Regions from separate parts of the Danio rerio genome. Here region 1 is linked to region 2. Evidence: chromatin contacts called from public HiCAR-type data. All regions are on one chromosome and are shown on one strand. The core of a region is the stretch at or near the end of the contact, and the rest is flanking DNA. Distances in the headings are between cores, read along the strand shown.

Evidence for each region. HiCAR-type assays count read pairs that join an accessible place to other places.
Region 1: a contact with region 2 is called in a HiCAR-type map of caudal fin, with 4 times the contacts expected there. The contact joins the promoter of tet3 here to the enhancer-like site in region 2. A contact is called at or near these places in 11 of 18 Hi-C or Micro-C datasets (caudal fin, embryo, fibroblasts and 4 more) and 2 of 4 datasets of contacts at active chromatin or transcription factors (caudal fin and embryo).

Annotation. Positions count from the first base shown.
Region 1 is chr5:15,091,388-15,097,363 of GRCz12tu, reverse strand. tet3 (tet methylcytosine dioxygenase 3) reads left to right here and starts at 3,278. Exons shown (of 12, transcript NM_001327945.1): 1 at 3,278-4,174. It overlaps ap3m2 (adaptor related protein complex 3 subunit mu 2), which reads left to right. Exons shown (of 9, transcript NM_001002154.1): 9 at 757-1,832. The coding sequence ends at 857.
Region 2 is chr5:15,023,665-15,029,611 of GRCz12tu, reverse strand. It overlaps tet3 (tet methylcytosine dioxygenase 3), which reads left to right. Exons shown (of 12, transcript NM_001327945.1): 12 at 1-2,763. Among named protein-coding and RNA genes, the nearest start is that of npffr1l2, 67 kb to the right of the region's middle. Within about 2 kb of position 2,026, at least 3 of the 62 cell types and tissues checked have an H3K27ac peak or open chromatin away from gene starts, as enhancers often do. A contact at or near this core is called in caudal fin, where this site is marked.

The DNA of each region.
Region 1 (5,976 bases), core at 2,029-4,528, 66 kb before region 2:
CCTTCAGTCTATGAATTGTTTCTTTCATCTCCCAAGGGAGATATAATAAAGCACAATTGTGCATATAAATAAATGAGCATCTGAGAATAATTGCATATAGCGGCCAGCAGGTGGAGCTGTTTGCATTGTTAAACGGATGGTTTAAACAGCTGCGCCTGTGACAGAGCATCTAGACTGCTCATTGATTCACTGCAGTCACAGCCCTTCCCTAAAGACTCTGTCGTGCCATAAACATACATTGGGGGAAATAAGTATTGAACATGTTAAATTTTTCTCAGAAAACATATTTCTGAAGGTGCTGTTGACTCAAAATTGTCTCTGGATGTTGGTAGCAACCAAAACAAATCAAATTAGTTTACAAATGAAGTCATGTGTAATAAAATGAAATGACACAGGGAAAAAGTATTGAACACATGAAGAAAAGGAGGTGTAAAAAGACATGGAAAGCCCAGACAGCAGCTGAAATCTCTCAGTAGTTCTTCAGCCACCTGCTGCCATTCATCAGTGTAAATGAATATTAGCTGCTTTAATCCAACATCTACATTATCAGGATGATGAAGATGAAACCAGGGTGGACATTTCAGCAAGACAATGATCCAAAACACAGCCAAGGAAACTCTTAAATGCTTTCAGAGGAAGAAAATAAAGCTTTAGAAATATCATTCCCAGGAAAAACATGACGTCTTTAATAATTATTTCTCCCACTGTATATGCTCTCCACCTGACATGTTTGCTTTCTGCCTTCTCACCCAACAGGTCTGAAAGTAAATAGGTTGGACATGTATGGCGAGAAGTACAAACCTTTCAAAGGCATCAAATACATGACCAAGGCGGGCAAATTTCAAGTGCGAACCTAGACGACGACTTTCAGCTTCCATTCCGTAGTTAATAAAATTGGTTGGGGACAACGAAGAAAGAGGGAACAGGTTTGAGTAATGTCCTTTGGAATGCATTTCAGGATTAATTCAGGAAATAAATGCTTAGACTGTCCTCCTTTCTGGGAGAGTATGACTCCTGGTGAGGTAAATATTGGTATTAACACTATCAGATGTGCTGTTACATGTCCGCCCAGGTTAAAGTGACAGTAACTGATTCTACGTCTCTTTTTTTTTTTTTATTACTTTGACCTTTTTATTGTCAGTTTTCGCAATCTAAAACACTTTAGTCTCGTTTCTTCATAGGCTTGAACTCTGCTGTTGTGTATCGTTCTGTGCTGTCCTCCTCTGAGATGTGAGGCGGGCAGAACAGACTTATATTACCATTACAGACTGGTTTTGGCCTCCGTCCCCAATGATTGTGTGCAAAGTAAACCATTTTCAAATGGTTTAACACTGAAGCTTTTGAGTGCTTGTTTACTGTAGTATTTTGACAGTATAAATCTGCGTTGTTTGATTGTTATTAAAGATTTTCTTTATGGTATTTATTATTGCGTACCTGACCATACCCAAACTATTTGAAGCATAACTGACCAAAACAAATGCTGTACATGATACTTGATTGTCCCGTGTCAGTTGTTTTACACCAGAATGCAACATGCTTTTAAAAAAGATGGACTTGAAGCCAAGTACTACACCCGTCCACTCATGTAAAGTGTAGTTTTTAGACAATTAATTATGATTTGTTTACTTAAGGATACAGAATGAAATACAAGAATATAATCATGTTTTGATTTTAGCTACTATAGTTGTTGTTTTTTTTCTTTCCTCCATGCTGTTTTTCAGATGAAAACAAACTGTTTACAGTACTATGAAATAATAAATACACAGAAAACATTCTGTTTGGGTGTGTGCAAATGAATTTGTGATTAAAATGAGTTAAGTATGTTTTAGTAAGCTCCTTTCATTTGTACGTTTACCATTTTGTTTCTCTTAATTATTTTTTTAAATAAACTTTTATTTAGAAAAGAAGAAATGTACAATATAAATCAGGAAGTAATCTGTTGGAGACTGGAATACAAGTATATATAATAACAAAGTGATAAGAACAATAAGTAATAGAAAGAGAAAAAAGAACAAAATAAAAAAGGGGAAGTATAAAATTAAATGAAAAAACGCAGCAATAAAGACCAACTTACTGGAAGCATGATATTTTCATAAGTTTATCATAAGTTTCTATTAACTTGCAGAATTGTTTGTTGTTTGATAAATGTATAGCTTTAAGCAAGGAATCAATTTTAAATTAAAAATAGGCAAATAAGGGAGAGGATTTAAGAATTTTTTTTTATTTGTTGATAAAGAAATTTGCATATAATATAAAAAAGTTATATATATTCTTCATTTTTATTATTGGGACTAGAATAATAACATATAATATCATTCAATTTAACGATTTGTTTTGTTGATTGTGATTTATTCAAGTAGTTATGTAGATCTGACCAAAACTTTTGTAAGATTTTACATGTAAAAACATGTGAGTCAAAGTTCCCTCATTTCCCTGACAAAAAAAAAAAAAAACAAGTAATTGCAATATCAGTAAATGTTGAAATAAATGCATTGATATTTTGTGTAGAATTTTAAAATAGATTTCCTTTGCTTTGTTTGGGATTACATATGGGAGAAGCCATGTTCTTTTCCAATCCATATCTTTTATTAACGCTGACCAATATGACTTCCCTCTTGCGCAATTAGATTTTTTTGTTGTTGAAGAATTCTAAGAATAAGTTTGTTGATGCTTTTCTTATCATTTATACTAATACCTTCTAATAATAATGAGGGTTTATGGTTCTTTTATTTATATATGAAATATGAATTGTTGTCAAGTGTAATAATTCTTTTGGGATAGCATTTACAATAATGTTAAATTTCTTAAATGGGATAGGAAATTGATGAATTTTCATAAATTGTTCATAAATTGTCAATGAGGAAAATATATGTAATACATCTCTGTCGTACCAATTAGAAAAAAAATAAGGATTTATTCTTAACTTTAATATCAGTGTTGTTCCATAAAATGTTTTATGTGGAGAAAAGTTATGAGAGTAACATAGTTTCCAAGCCAGTAATGCTTGCTGGTAAAAGTTTATTCTGGGCAAATTTACATTTCAAAATAAATTGGAGACCGCCAATTCTATTAAACCAATAATTGGGAATAAAAAAAAACACATTGAATTTGAACTAGTTATACATCTTTTAATCCAATTGTCTATGAAAGCATTTATAAAATTGTTTATATCAATAGCTTCTAATCCCTTCCCTTGCATTTTTTTTATTAAACAACAGAAATATACAATTTAAACATGACATCCAAAAATACAAATGTATTTAATAACATAAAATAAACAAAAAATAAATTGCATAAACTAAATAAATAAAAAGTCAATTTAACATAGAGATCTTTACAATATTATTTAACCTATCCAATTGACATCAATTAACTTCAGCTCTTTTGCCACTATAATTGTATATTTACATTTTTTGCTGTTAGTATATTGCAGCGATTCTATACAAATGAAAATCTATAATATAATAACCTTTAAACAAGTTTTAGAGTTATTTAATCTGCATTTATGAACATGAAATTTACCAAATAAAATTGAAAGAATCTTTATAAATTCCACAGATAAATTGTTTGGAACAAAAATAATAATATTTGGGGGTCAAATTACAACTAAAACCTGATTGTTTATTTATTTATTTATTTTTTTTGGACATATAATGATTGATCCTCCCAAAAATGTTTGAATGTTCACATTCATAAAAAGATGAATCAAAGACTCTAGGTTCACTTAAATTTTGTTCATGACATGTAGTCCTCTTGATGACGTAATTTTAACCCCTCAGTCCGCGGCACTCTCTGAACTCCACTCCACAACTTACTTCAGTCTCTCACAGGCTCTCCTTCCTCCTCCTCATCGTCGTTTAACTCTTAAAACTTCCCTGAAGTACATAGACGAGGCGAAGAAAAGTTAAAGGGTCTTTGCCCTAATGAAATGACCACTTTTTTTCTCCTCGTACAATTCGCCATGTCAAGTCTTGACTTGTAGCATTTCTTTTAACCCGTTGTAGCAAATTAACTCTACACGCTTTTCTTATTTGCACTGCTTATAAGGTAAATTAATGACGTTTTAGTCATTTATAATGATGTGTAATTGCACATGCATGTACTGTTTATAAGTAAACCGTCATTTCAATCTAAATGGGCTTTGACAAGACACTTGGAACGTTTCCACCGCTTGGTAAGTCCTGCATGTTACTACTACTAACGTTACTACAACACATCTGGAAACTTTTTATAACTGAAAAAACCAAAAAAAGTGTTCGAAACTGCCTTATTCAGCTTAAATGAAGTATGTGTATTCTCTTGTTTAAGTTTTTGAGTTGCTAATGAGGCGATTAGCCCAATACACATCGATTACTGATAACTTTTTCCACTGTAGTAGGCTATGTGAGGTATTAATAGGAACGATCAATGTAACAACAGCGGAAAGCGTTCGGACTGCTTTTGTTACACTGTATCTAACGCGTTCCAAACGAAATACCTTGTTTATTCAGAACTTAAAATGTGTTTCTTTGTAACAGATCGCGCCCGACAGAGCTGTAACACGCGCCCCAGGGTGTTGTTTTCTTTATTCAGAGGGGGGCCTTGATGATGTGTCGTTTTTCTCACCCTTTCAAGGAAAACTGTCACTTGTTTGTCAAGATAAATCGGAAAAGCTAATACAGAAGTGTATGTGCTGCAGTTTAAACGACCATTGCAGGTTTTTACACCTCTTCTTTTTTGCCGCCAGTTAAAGCGCCCGGCAAAGTGAAGAGCCACGTGCTCAAGTGCGCGTGCGAGACACTTGACTGGGCTGGTTTTAATATCTGGGCCATTTAACTATAATGCAGGATTCCTTATGGCGGGATAAACTTTCACTTCATCATTTTAACGCGGGTTTGTTTGCTCTTACACTGTGATTATGTGATCTGTCAAGTACTCTTTGTCATCCAAAGTCGTTCACATGTTAGCAAATAACCGTAAATAGTATATAGTTGCAAAACTGTTAGTTAAGCACGTATAAATTAATGACACGTTTTGGGTGAGCTAATTCGTTTAAACTCGTCGCCAAACAATGTTTTGTCTTCAAAATCGTTTGCATTGTTAACCGTACGACCTAAAAATGGCATAGTTTGTGATAATAAAGCAATTAAAATAGTGTGTAATAATTCATTTATACGTCTTATCTATCTATCTATCTATCTATCTATATATCTTTCTATCTATCTATCTATCTATATGGATGGATGGATATACTATATTAAAAAAACTTTATTTGCGTCCATTATTATATTACTGCAATAACTGCATATGTAAATATGGATGTGTAAAGATTAGATAGATAGATAGATAGATAGATAGATAGATAGATAGATAGATAGATAGATAGATAGATAGATAGATAGATAGATAGATAGATAGATAAGACGTATAAATTAATTATTACACTTAATTATATGTCCTACGGTTAACATTACGAAGGATTTGGACGAAAACTTTGTTCATCCGCGAGGACCGCGACTTTAAAAGAATGTCTCACCCCCAAAAAATAGCCAAGTCTGTTATTAATTACTCAATTTTTCTTCTCACAAACCTGTTTTAGTTTATTATTATTATGATTATTATTATTATTATGTTGAACACGATATAAGTTTAAAGGTTTGGAGCCTTGAGGGTGAGTAAATAGTAGATTATCTTTTTTTGGGTAGGGTGAAGCCTAATTTGTGGTGCAGCTAATGTCAGAAAGATCTGGTTTCATCTGAATCAGCAGATTCTTTTCCCTCATTTGATATAATCCCCGATTACAATTATATACAGGCTTTAAAAACAGAAGAGATCAGAGAAGCTTGTGGCGATTTTCCAACGTACTTGAGCTGAAATATTCCAAATAAGATAATAAAAATACCAGTAGGCATATTGTATTCGTCGTGTTTCTATGTGTACACAGTTTAACTTTACAGTCTAGACTATATTTCGATATTGTTTTAATTGGTAACCAAT
Region 2 (5,947 bases), core at 777-3,276:
CGCCAGCTTAGGCCTTTCTGTTTGGTGCCACTCTAAGGAAAGTCTCTCATCCCTTCAAATGGTGCTTTTTTCAGTCTCAAGTGTCTCTGATTTTGCCCTCACAATATCGAGGCAGGTGCTGGACCTGGGTGCTCTTTAGCAGCAGATGTCAGTCATGTTCAGTGATGGGGACCTCAAAGTCCTTGTAATTGGCTTAGCCTTCCATCATGTCATCTGATTGGTGCTGACTCATTTGCAGCCATTCTTCTTTACCCATGGGACACCATGTAAACAAACTTCTTTAAGGTGCTGATAGTGATAGCAAATATTCACCTTAATAGAGCTGCCCTAAAAAGCTGCAAGGCAACCCACCACAGGTTTTAAGCTTGTGATTTCCATGTAGACAGTCCAGACTCAGCTCAAACAGGGAGTTCTAAAACCATCACTTAGTTTGTATTGGAATTCTGCAGTCTCTGCTTAAATCACCCTAGATATGTTCAGATCACTGTAGGACTTTGAGATAATAAACGTAGTGACTTGTAGGTGCATAAGGTGCTTGAATGGGATTCTCTAAATCGCTGGCCCTGTGTAAACTGAACATGTCTTCCATGTCCTGATATACCCGTATGACTGATAAAGTTATTATTTTGGGGATCTATTCCCACCCACTGCTGGTTAAACTCGCCAGCCTAATGGACAGAGCACATTTTTTTGGAGTTGGTGCTACTATGAGTCTATACTCCTGTAAAGTTGCCCCCCTGCTCATTGTTGTAAGCATTCCTCTTTCTCTCCTCTTGCCCTCAGAGATCACCCACACCTGGAATTCATGGTGCTGAATGGCATTGTATAGTTTCAGCCCTGTTTTATGTGTGTACGCGTGTGAGTGTGTGCGTGTTTGGATTCCAAAACAAGCACCCACACCGGTCAGAATGTATGTGATGCCTGTCTGTGAGCTATGTACAGGGAGCAATGCAGGGCTGCCACTGGTTTACACAGGGCTGTAAGATGCTTGACACTCACAGAGGACAGATTCTGGTGCTCATTAAGTGGTCCTAAAGCTCTTTACCTCATGTTGTACAGACACTGGTCCCACAACATGCTACAAACACACGGTCGCTACATACTGCAGGCTCGCTGCCTACATCCACACTCGTAATTATTATTTATTATATGATAATGATGATGATTATTGTTATTGTGATTGCTGTCTTTCTTTCTTTTTTTTTTTTGGTTTGTTCATTTTAGAAAAATTGTAAATATTGAAGAGAGGATTTTATAAAAAGCACTTTTTATCTTGATTTTAATGAGGACGATGGAAAAAAAAATGAGAACGGATTATTGACAACTTGAAGCCTAGTTTTTGTTTTAATGGAATTTTATTGGGAGAGATAGAAATGTAAATAGTTAAATATTTAGGTAAGATAATTTAACTGGTGAGGGATGATGGCCTAATCATGAATGATTCCTGAATTTTTAGTTGTCTGTATGTCAAGCCGTCAACAACAGACCGCAAAGCAGGATGCTTTGTGGCAACTCAAGATACTGCTGTCCTTCCTATTGTGAGTACTGTACTTACACCAATACCTCTGTGCTACCATTGTCACCGGCTTCCTTTTCCTGCATCTGATCCACATTTATAAACCATTAACAAATGGAGAACAAAGAATGTGACCATGTTGACCAATACAGTTCATAAGGATTCAGGACTTACATAATTTCTCAAAGGGATTGGAAGATCTTTTTTTTAACATGAATTTGGCCATAGACGGGAAAGAATACCTTGCAGTTTGAATCGTGACCGCTTTCAGTTCAGAAGTCTAGGTGGCTTTACTCATGTAATGCTTCTTTTTATTTCATGAAATATTGCATGGGGTGAGTCTGAAAGAACTCTGAGTCTGCACTGACGTTGTTATCCTCGACTGTCACTTGTTCTTGGAGATACAAGACTTTCCCCTGAAGTTTAAATAGCGGCGTTTCAAGAGTACTCTTGAAGCCCAGCAGAGTTTTATTCAAATGGCTTTTGAACCATGGTGCTACCCCCTAGAGTTCACTGTGGAAATGACTCTTGGCAAACACTGTTGCAGTTCTTTGAGCTCTTAAATTGACATGTGAACTTGTTTTGAGAGGAAACGTACATATGGTGCTGATCATTTCAAAATGATTTACTTAGTAATTTCAGATGATCACAATAACTAAAAGCACTCCAACTGATCCAGTTTCTCTTTTTAGCTCTCACCTTATATGATGGTACTTGAAGATCATGATGGCAGGTAGAGGAATAGGTACTCTCATGCTTTTGATGTGAATAGACTGTTATTTTAATATTCTGGTGCTCGCTGAACTGCCCAGAGATGCGTTTTCGCTCATTTATGTTTGAATATACTCGTTCTTTTTATTTACCCACATCTGCCTTTCGGCAACACTGTCACATACAAACACACACAAACACAACACTTTCTCACATACACACACTAATCTGCCCCATTTATCAGCACTCACCTTTTAAGAGTATCAATCATGCCCAGTTTTCTACATCAAAATGTCTAAAGAGGATAAAGAAAGAAAAAAAAAACTGGCAGCTACATTCCTTTGAGTTGAAGATTGTTCTTGGTTCTATTTTACATGTTGAGTATGCAGTATGTAAAAAGTGTTATCTTTTGTTTGGTCTCTCTCCTTGTAGTGTATGGTGTATTATGTGAATACATAGTGTATGTGGAAAGATCCACAATACTGTTTTATGTTCTGAACTATGGAAAAATAAAAAATAAAAATCAGAAATTGTGATGAAACGCTTATTTATTGACTCAGCTCACTGATTTGATGATCACAGAAGACTTTACTTTGTCAAATCTGCTTTTTACATTATATTTTCAGACTTTCAGATTCAATTGCAGAATCAGTCAACATAAACTAAATTTTTGAGTAATTAAATTATTATTTTCAGGACGACATGGTGGCTCAGTGGTTAGCACGATCGCCTCACATCAAGAAGGTTGCTGGTTCAAGTCCTGGCGGGACCAGTTGGCATTTCTGTGTGGAGTTTGCATGTTCTCCCAGTGTTGGCGTGGGTTTCCTCCAGGTACAATCCAAACTAAAGGTGAGCTTAATAAACTAAGTTGGATGTAGTGTATGTGTGTGTATGGGTGTTTCCCAGTGATAGGTTGCAGCTGGAAGTGCATTCGCTGCGTATAACTTGCTGCATTAATTTAGCGGTTCATTTAGACCCCAGATTAATAAAGGAATTAAGCAGAAAAGAAAATGAATGAATTTAATTGTAAAGTGTGATATTGTGTTTATACAACAGTTCAACGGCATAATCGTGTATGTAAAAAAGAAAATCAAACACCAGCCAATCGAATAGTTCTTTTGTAAGCGGGACTACTTTCTTCCACCATTTATTCACATCAATTCAACAACGTCACTTTAGAGCTAGTGTTTGAATGATCCTCTAGCATAATGTCTAAAGTTATGACAAAACGGGTGATTTTGCAGATATCAGCCAATCAGATTCAAGAACCAGACAGAACTGTAAAATATATATTTATATACATAAGCTCCGCAGTGGCAAAGCAGCGGTTGTGGATGAGATAGGTCTCTGAATGTTGTGGGGCTGTCGTGGCTGACACGTCTTTACAACATCGCATGGAGGTCAGGGACAGTACCTCTGGACTGCACAACTGGGGTGGAGGTTCCCATTTTTAAAAAGGGGGACCGGAAGGTGTGCTTCAACTATAAGGGGATCACACTCAGCCTCCTGGGGAAAGTCTATGCCAGGGTACTGGAGAGGAGGATCCGGCCAATGGTTGAACCTAAGATCCAGAAGGAACAATGCAGTTTGCGTCCAGGCCGTGGTACAGTGGACCAGCTCTATACCCTCACCAGGGTGATCAAGTGTTCATGGGAGTATGCCTAACCAGTCCACATGTGTTTTGTGGACTTTGAGAAGGCATTTGATCGTTTCCCTTGTGGCATACTGTGGCAGGGGCGCCCCCAAGGGGTGGCCAGGGGTGGCCACGGCCACCCCTGGGGCCACCCCAATATAATTTTGCTGTTGACATTATTGATTTAAATGTACTTATAAATCCCCAAAGTTTAAATAAATAAAATGCAACCACTAAATTATTGTTGGTGTTACTGACGTAGCTGATTCATTGTCTCTCCCCCTTAGTGCTGGTTCAATGCTGAATGCTGGTGAAAGCAAACTGACGCATGCGCGCAGAAAACCATTCCCGCGTTGGTTGTTTGCATGCACGCCGACAAAATACGCGCCGCTCATGCGCCGTGAAACGGAGTAACAGCCTTTTGTGCAGAGGTGAAAGTCGTCTAAAGTTTATATAATATGATGATGATGATGTTACTTTCACTTAGCATGCCTTTAAAGCAGAAAGGAGGGATAATGAGTCAGGGAGGTGAGACTTCATAACATGATTTCTCAGCCATGATCTGGTCTAAGACCACTGATAATTCTATAATACATTTTTTGTATTCTTTAGAATTGTCATAATTAATTTTCATGCAAAAGGTTTCTTAAGTGATCTTGGCATATCACTCCAGTTGTTGTTTTCCAGTAATATTTAGGATTGATTTCTGTTATTTATTCAGAATAATAATTGTATAATAATAATTGTATTTATTTAGTATAAATATAAATAGATTGTTATATTTATTGAATAACAAATCTAACAATTCAAGGGAGGTGGGGTGTATAGGGTGGTTCGCCCAGGGTGTCATTTAAACTAGAACCGCCACTACCCTTCCCGATCGTCGTTGACAGCACGCACACATCTTCAATAGACAGCAATGGCAATTTAATATTTACCTTAAGGTACAGTATATCAATAGAAGAAGCTGCATTAATAAAATGGCTCAAAAAGTAATATGGATAAATGATATTATTAGGTATAGTGAGTGTGTATAGTAATCCCTTTTGTTCAGTTTGTTCATTTGTTTGGGTTATTAATAAACTTATCATTCTTTCATTAATTTTCTTTTCGGCTTAGTCCCTTTATTAATCCAGGGTCGCCACAGTGGAATGAACCGCCAACTTATCCAGCACATTTTTACACAGTGGATGCCCTTCCAGCTGCAACCCATCTCTGGGAATAATAAACTCATTAATCTTCATTAATTTTAGACATGGCATATACCGTATGATGTACAATAAAAGCACGTAAAAAGTTATTTATACAGTATATATATATATATATATATATATATATATATATATATATGAAAAGTGTTTTTAAACTAAACAGATTTTTATTTGGTTTGCACATGTACTTCCTGAATTACTTCAAGGAATAAATAGCAATATTTCAAGAAGAATTAATTAAATGAATAAAAACTACATTATTACATTTACCAAAAACAAAAATATAACATTACACTGAATTCATAATTTTTTTGTGTGCCACCCCAAGATTTGGTGCGGCCTCTTCTGGCCATCCCTAAGAAAATTTTCTGGGGGCGCCACTGTACTGTGAAGGGGTCTAATCCTTGTATAAAAAGAGTAGGAGTCTGGTTCGCATTGTTGGCAATAAGTCAGATTTGTTTGCAGTGCATGCTGGACCCCCCTTGTCACCGATTCTATTCATAATTTTTATGTACAGAATTTCAGGGCGCAGCCTTGGGCTGGAGGGGGTCTGGTTCGGGGACCACAAGATTTCATCTTAGTTATTCGCAGGCAATGTTGTTCTGTTGGCTTCATCAAAAATGGACCTTCAGCATGCACTGAGGCGGTTTGAAGTTGAGTGTGACGTGGCTGGGATGAGAATCAGCACCTCCAAGTCCGAGGCCACGGTGCTTCACCGGAAAAAGTATATAGGGGAGAGCAGGACACAAAGTAACACTTTTTGGTTTTGGCCAAATAATGAACAAAGTTAGGGGGGGTAGACAAACCTTTTTTTTTTTTTTTTTTACCAATAACACACAAGCCACTTCTACAAATGCTACAAATTCCTCAGTAGTT